2 separate regions of the Sus scrofa genome follow, and region 1 is linked to region 2. The links are chromatin contacts, called in public HiChIP or PLAC-seq maps. All regions are on one chromosome and are shown on one strand. The core of a region is the stretch at or near the end of the contact, and the rest is flanking DNA. Distances in the headings are between cores, read along the strand shown. Region 1 overlaps AIG1 (androgen-induced gene 1 protein). Region 2 overlaps LOC110256604 (a long non-coding RNA gene).

The links. HiChIP or PLAC-seq counts read pairs in DNA pulled down with a chosen protein or histone mark.
Region 1: an H3K27ac HiChIP or PLAC-seq map of skeletal muscle shows a contact between it and region 2. The contact joins two enhancer-like sites. A contact is called at or near these places in 1 of 47 Hi-C or Micro-C datasets (epiblast stem cells) and 1 of 2 datasets of contacts at active chromatin or transcription factors (skeletal muscle).

The regions. Positions count from the first base shown.
Region 1 is chr1:22,069,764-22,072,463 of Sscrofa11.1, forward strand. The region is part of intron 2 of AIG1 (androgen-induced gene 1 protein); the gene reads right to left. Among named protein-coding and RNA genes, the nearest start is that of AIG1, 94 kb to the right of the region's middle. Within about 2 kb of position 1,293, at least 3 of the 83 cell types and tissues checked have an H3K27ac peak or open chromatin away from gene starts, as enhancers often do. A contact at or near this core is called in skeletal muscle, where this site is marked.
Region 2 is chr1:21,854,262-21,856,961 of Sscrofa11.1, forward strand. All of the region lies in intron 1 of LOC110256604 (a long non-coding RNA gene), which reads left to right. Among named protein-coding and RNA genes, the nearest start is that of PEX3, 54 kb to the left of the region's middle. Within about 2 kb of position 1,275, at least 24 of the 83 cell types and tissues checked have an H3K27ac peak or open chromatin away from gene starts, as enhancers often do. A contact at or near this core is called in skeletal muscle, where this site is marked.

The DNA of each region.
Region 1 (2,700 bases), core at 43-2,542, 220 kb after region 2:
ACTTAGTAGTTTGTGTAGTTATAAACTATTTTTGATTTTTACATGTACACAATCCACAAAGGAGGACAGTTTTCTTCTTTCTTTACAATTTCTATTCTCTTATTGCACAATGTTGACTAGAAGTGAGGAAGAGAGAGCCTTCTTCCTCACTTAGAGAAAGTGCTCATTGTTTCAATATTTCAGTGTGATTTTACCTGGAGATTTTTCCTTTTTCAAGTTGAGAAAAATCTCTCCTATTCTTAAGTTATGTATATAATGAATGAGTGCTGAATTTTTTCAGATCGTTTTCTGCATATCTTCAGGTGAACATATATTTTTTCTCCTTTATTCTGTTAATAGGAGGAATCATATTGCGTGATCTTTAATGTTAAACTAACCTTTAATTCCTGGTCATTATATATTATCATTTTTATGTATTGCTGGATTCAACTTGCTGATATTTTGTTAGGGAATTTTTTCCATCTTTATTCATCAAGTACGGGGACCTCTAGTTCGTTTTTTTATTTTTTTCTCATAATGTCATTTTCTAATTTGGGTTATAGGATAATGCAGGCCTCCAAAAATAAAATTGGGACGTGTTCCCACCTCTATTTTGTGAAGGGCTTTGTGTAAGATGGGTTAATTTCTGCCTTATCTATTTGATATACTTTTCCAATGATGTCATTTGGACCTATAAGTTTTCTTATGAGAGGACTTAATTGGGAATTCAGTTTCTTTAATAGACATAGAGTTTTCAGGTTTTCTATTTTTTTTTTTTTTTGAGTTACTTTTTGCCACTTTGGCCTTTGTAGAATTTCTCCACTTCATCTAAATTTTTGAATCTATAAAGTTGTTCTTAATATACCACTATGGAAATCAGCAAATGTGGCGAATCAGGTATTTTGTCTCTAGAGAGCCAGTCATTGACGTTTACCAGCACAGCGCTGGGGACAGCTACCTTCTGTTCATCGGGAATGATCATTCATGATGCCCCGACCACATAAAGCATCGTGGGAGGTCAATACTTGGTGAAGCAATTTGTTCACTCCTTTGACCCCATACCATGGATTGCAGGAATTATACGGGTTATTAAAAGTGAGGTGACTTTGAAGAAAGTGTTAGTCACCTTTCTTAGTGCAACACTAGAAGGTCAAGAGGTACAGCGAACCGAGTAATCAGCCCTGTAAATAATTCCTGAGATATAAACACAGCACAGATGGTAGCTTCTTGGCTTCCTGTGCTGATATCCTCTTGATGATATGGTCATCAGCAGACCCAAAATTAGTTTGAACTCTACTATCAGGGCATGGATAGGAACAAAAATAGGTTCTTTCAGACAGGCTAAGTGATACTGCAACGTCCTACTGCTGTGAAGAGGCTCCTTCTCTGGCCAGGACCAGTGGCCAGCTATTCTGCAGCACACACCTGCTGCTCCTGTGCTGCCAGGACCAGAATACTGTACTTGAACTGAAAGTGGGAGAAGCACATTCACTTTCCAGGCCTTCAAGCTTCCCAACAAAATACTTGTATTACAGCTGGTCATAGAGGCCTCAATTGAACCCCCAGCAGGATTGGAAAGAAATGCAAAAGAAAACTGCATTCACACTTTGTCTCTTTTTGTCAGGAGCCTCTCGTGGAGTCCAGGAGAAGCTGAAGCTAATTAGCTGTAGTTCACTTCTAAGGAGAAGCTTTACCCATCAGTGGGAAATTCTTCAGAGTTTAGTTAAACCAATTAGAATGCAAAGGATGTTGCAGAGAAATTTGCCCTGAAGGAGGCTAAAGAGAAAAGTCACTTATCTATGGATTGGTCTATAAAGGCCATTTAGCATGACTTCAAACATCCACTGTTAAAGAAGAGGAGGAGGAAATAAATAAATGCATCTTTAAAGTCTTCAGCCTCAACCTGACATGAGCCTAGGAAATTGCTTTCCCTTTTAAAACTAATCTATTACTACTCAGACCTTACCAAATACAGACTGGAAAACATTTAACTTCTCTTTGGGCTCTACTATTTTGCTTTTATGTTTCCTTTTCCTGATCTGCCTTCTTGTCAATTCTTTCCATTTCTGAGAGGTAATGTTTAGACATGTTTCCAGTTGTGATTTCTCTTTCCAAACACATGAAGCACGAGGATAAGTTGTGTGTTGGGATGCCAGCTGGCTTCGTCTCCAATGGCCCCTCATTTTGACATGGCCCTGGTCTTCCCCCTTGTCTTCCCACATGGCCCTTGTCTTCCCACTTGGCACATCCTGAGTCCTAGGTTCTTTCCTCTTGGCTGACCTCCCACAGCCATACCCTAACTTGAGGAACGCAGAGTGAAGCACAGGGCGCTCTGAAACGCCAGAGCATCTTTTCGTCCAGAGTACAGGCGGGTTCTAGTACTGATTCCTAGAAGTGTGACACAGAATTCCTCAACTGTAATTATGAGGAATATAATTATATAATGTGAGTAATGCATTCTGCTCAAATTACCTTAAAATCTGAATCTCCATTTAGAGACTTTCTAAAGCACATGTAGATGTTAGGTCTTTTTCATGGCTTTCAACTGTCATCTTTTTGGTGGAATTCATAATTTCTCTCTCTGTACACACACTGAGGTCCTTAACTATCTTTTCAGATTGAGTAATTAAGGTGGGAAGAAAAACCCAACTCCTATAAGAGCCGGTACGACTTGGTGCCTGCCTTCATCTCCAACCTTGGTTTGTACCATATTCTCTAAGC
Region 2 (2,700 bases), core at 25-2,524:
TTATTGACTCGCTATCTGCCTCTCTCCAAGGCACAGGGAGAGCTCATGGTAGCAGGGACATTGCTGGGTGTTGTTCCAGGCCCTAAGTCAGCCTCGAGAAGCCTCGAAGGGAGGGATGGCTGGCTCTGAATGAGTGGACTCAGTGACCCCTCACGCCCTGACTGCAAAGTGAGCTTTGTGGGTTTATGTTTTGTTTTGTTTTAGGGCTGCACCTGCAGCATATGCAAGTTCCCAGACGAGGGGTCATCCTGCTGGATGTACATCACCTGCTTTTGGACAAATCAAAAAGTACAATCCTATTACTGCAGAGACTTTTGTGCAGCTGCCTGCTTGCTTCCACCTTTGTCCCTTTGGAACTTGCTCTCTCTGCTGGCCATGCTCCTGTCTCCTCTAAAGTGGATGTGCAGCTCCTGCCTAAGGAAGCTCTTCTCATCAGCCTCTCCCTCCCGCCTCCACGCTCCCTCCTCTGCACGCCTTGGGTGCTGGCACATTCACAGGCCTCTGTGTGTGAATTTGCACTTGCTGATATCCTTTTCTAGAAAAGTTACTTTCTCCTTTGATGTGTGAGGTGTCAGGGCGGGACAGGCAAAGCTACTTTGCAATCATATTTTCAGTTACTTGAAAGTCAACATTTGTGATTTCCCCTTTTTCAACAGTTTTCTTACACTATTAACTGGTATTAGACGCCACCTGGGTCTTCTATTCAAGGGGCCTGCTGTCATCTTCAGAAAGGTAGTTCGTTGCCTGAGAGAAACAACAGATGTGTTTGTCTACTGCCTGAAATTTAAAACACCCAATATGAGTGTCTCCAATCAGAATGGTCTCACCCTTTCCAATAAGGACACCGTGTCCACGGTCCTTGGCAGGGGGACACAGTGAAGGGCACTTGCTCCCGTGAATCACGTGGTGGGACTTTGTTGGTCCCTGCTGACCTCCTGGCCGGGACAGACCCTGGGAACCCATCCAGCTCTGCGGCAGAGCCAACGGGTAACGAGGTTACTCATCTCAGGCTTTCTCCTGCCTCTGGGAGGCAACAGAGCTCACCCACCCGCGTCAAATTGAGAGCTTTTACAAGCGCCGCACACACACTTTCTCTTCGGTGTTGCCAAAGAGCAAACCACCGTGTGCCGTGTGAAGTGACAACATGGGAAGTCAGTTGTGGGGCCCACCCAACGGGGCAGCTCAGTTCTCTCTCCCAGCCTCAGAGGCCAGCCCTCCTCCCTGTGGTTTCCATGGAACCCAAACGTTTGTGTGGGCTTAGTCATCTCCAGGAGAAGCAGGTCCTGGGGGGGACGGCCTCATCCTTCACTGGTGCCAGGGGCTGAACCCAGTGACTTCCTACTGTGGGCATCGCTCTCCCAATCCTCAATCTGCTTTTCTGAACCTTCAGGTTTCATAACTCGGTCTGACTCAGAGTGAGGTGTTACTTAATGGTGTGATAAAAGCATATTTTACCATGTGTACACCTGTGGGATTTTGAACGCCAAAAAAGCAGGAAAGGAGAAAGAGCAGGGATTTTGAACTCCAAAAAAGCAGGAAAAGGAGAAAGAGCAGGGACTGGTGAAACTCTGCACATCATTTTCATTTCTCACCGCCCCTGTTTCTGATTCCCAAGCATTTCTTTCTTCTGCTGCTTTCTTCTCACTGAGTCCTCACTGCTCAAACAGAAAACAGACAAGGAAAAGAACCAATGATTAAGGTTCCCTTCCTGGGGGGTTAGGGAACAAGACAGGTTCAGACCTCCTGTGTGGGTCCCCCTGGGCCTCACAGCTTCAGGGTGGTGGGAATTAACCCAGTGCCAACCAGTAGCTCCCATCTAGGCCCTCACCAGGGATTGGGGGGGGGGTCTGTGCATGTGCGTGTGCGTGTGTGTGTGCAAGAAGCAGGCCTGTGGCATGGGGAGGGTATGAAAAAGACTCAAAAATTCAATCTCCAAAGAGGAATTTTAAGAGAGTCCCCGCTAAAGAATTCTACTACAAGATTTCGAGTTGTGGTTCAGTGGCTTATGAACCTGTCTAGTATCCATGAGGATGTGGGGGTTCGATCCCTGGCCTCACTCAGTGGGTCAGGGATCTGGTGTTGCCATGAGCTGCGATGCAGGTCACAGACTCGGCTTGGATCTGGCGTTGCTGTGGCTGTGGTGTAGGCCTCAGCTGCAGCTCCAATTTGACCCCTACCCTGGAAACTTCCATTTGCCATAGGTACAGCCCTAAAAAGCAAGGGGAAAAGAAAAAAAAAAAAGAATTCTAGTACAAAACTAGAGACAAACACGACCTTTATTAAAAGGTGTTACCAAGAAATATGTCAAATACTTGTACTGTTCATTCAGACTTCCAGTTAAATCACAGATAATGGGCCCTTCTAGACTGTTAACTAAAGATTCCAGCCAGAACAGAATTGCCTAGAGCTCTACAAGGAATCTTCTCTGTGTTGTCTGTCACTGGCTTTGACATGCCTCGTTCTGCTGATGTCACCGTGTCCTGCTTGTTTCTGAAATTGTTACAGCTCATGCTTATATTGCTTTCTGTCCCCCATTCACAGCCAGTCATTGAGTTTATGAATAACCCCTCCTGCCTCTTCCAAACAGAAAAGGGGAGGTATCACCAGTGTCCGCTGATGGAGTGTCACAGAGTCATGGCTATGACATCTTAATAGCCACACTCCATGACACAGCCAAAGTTGTCCCGCTTTGCTAAATGA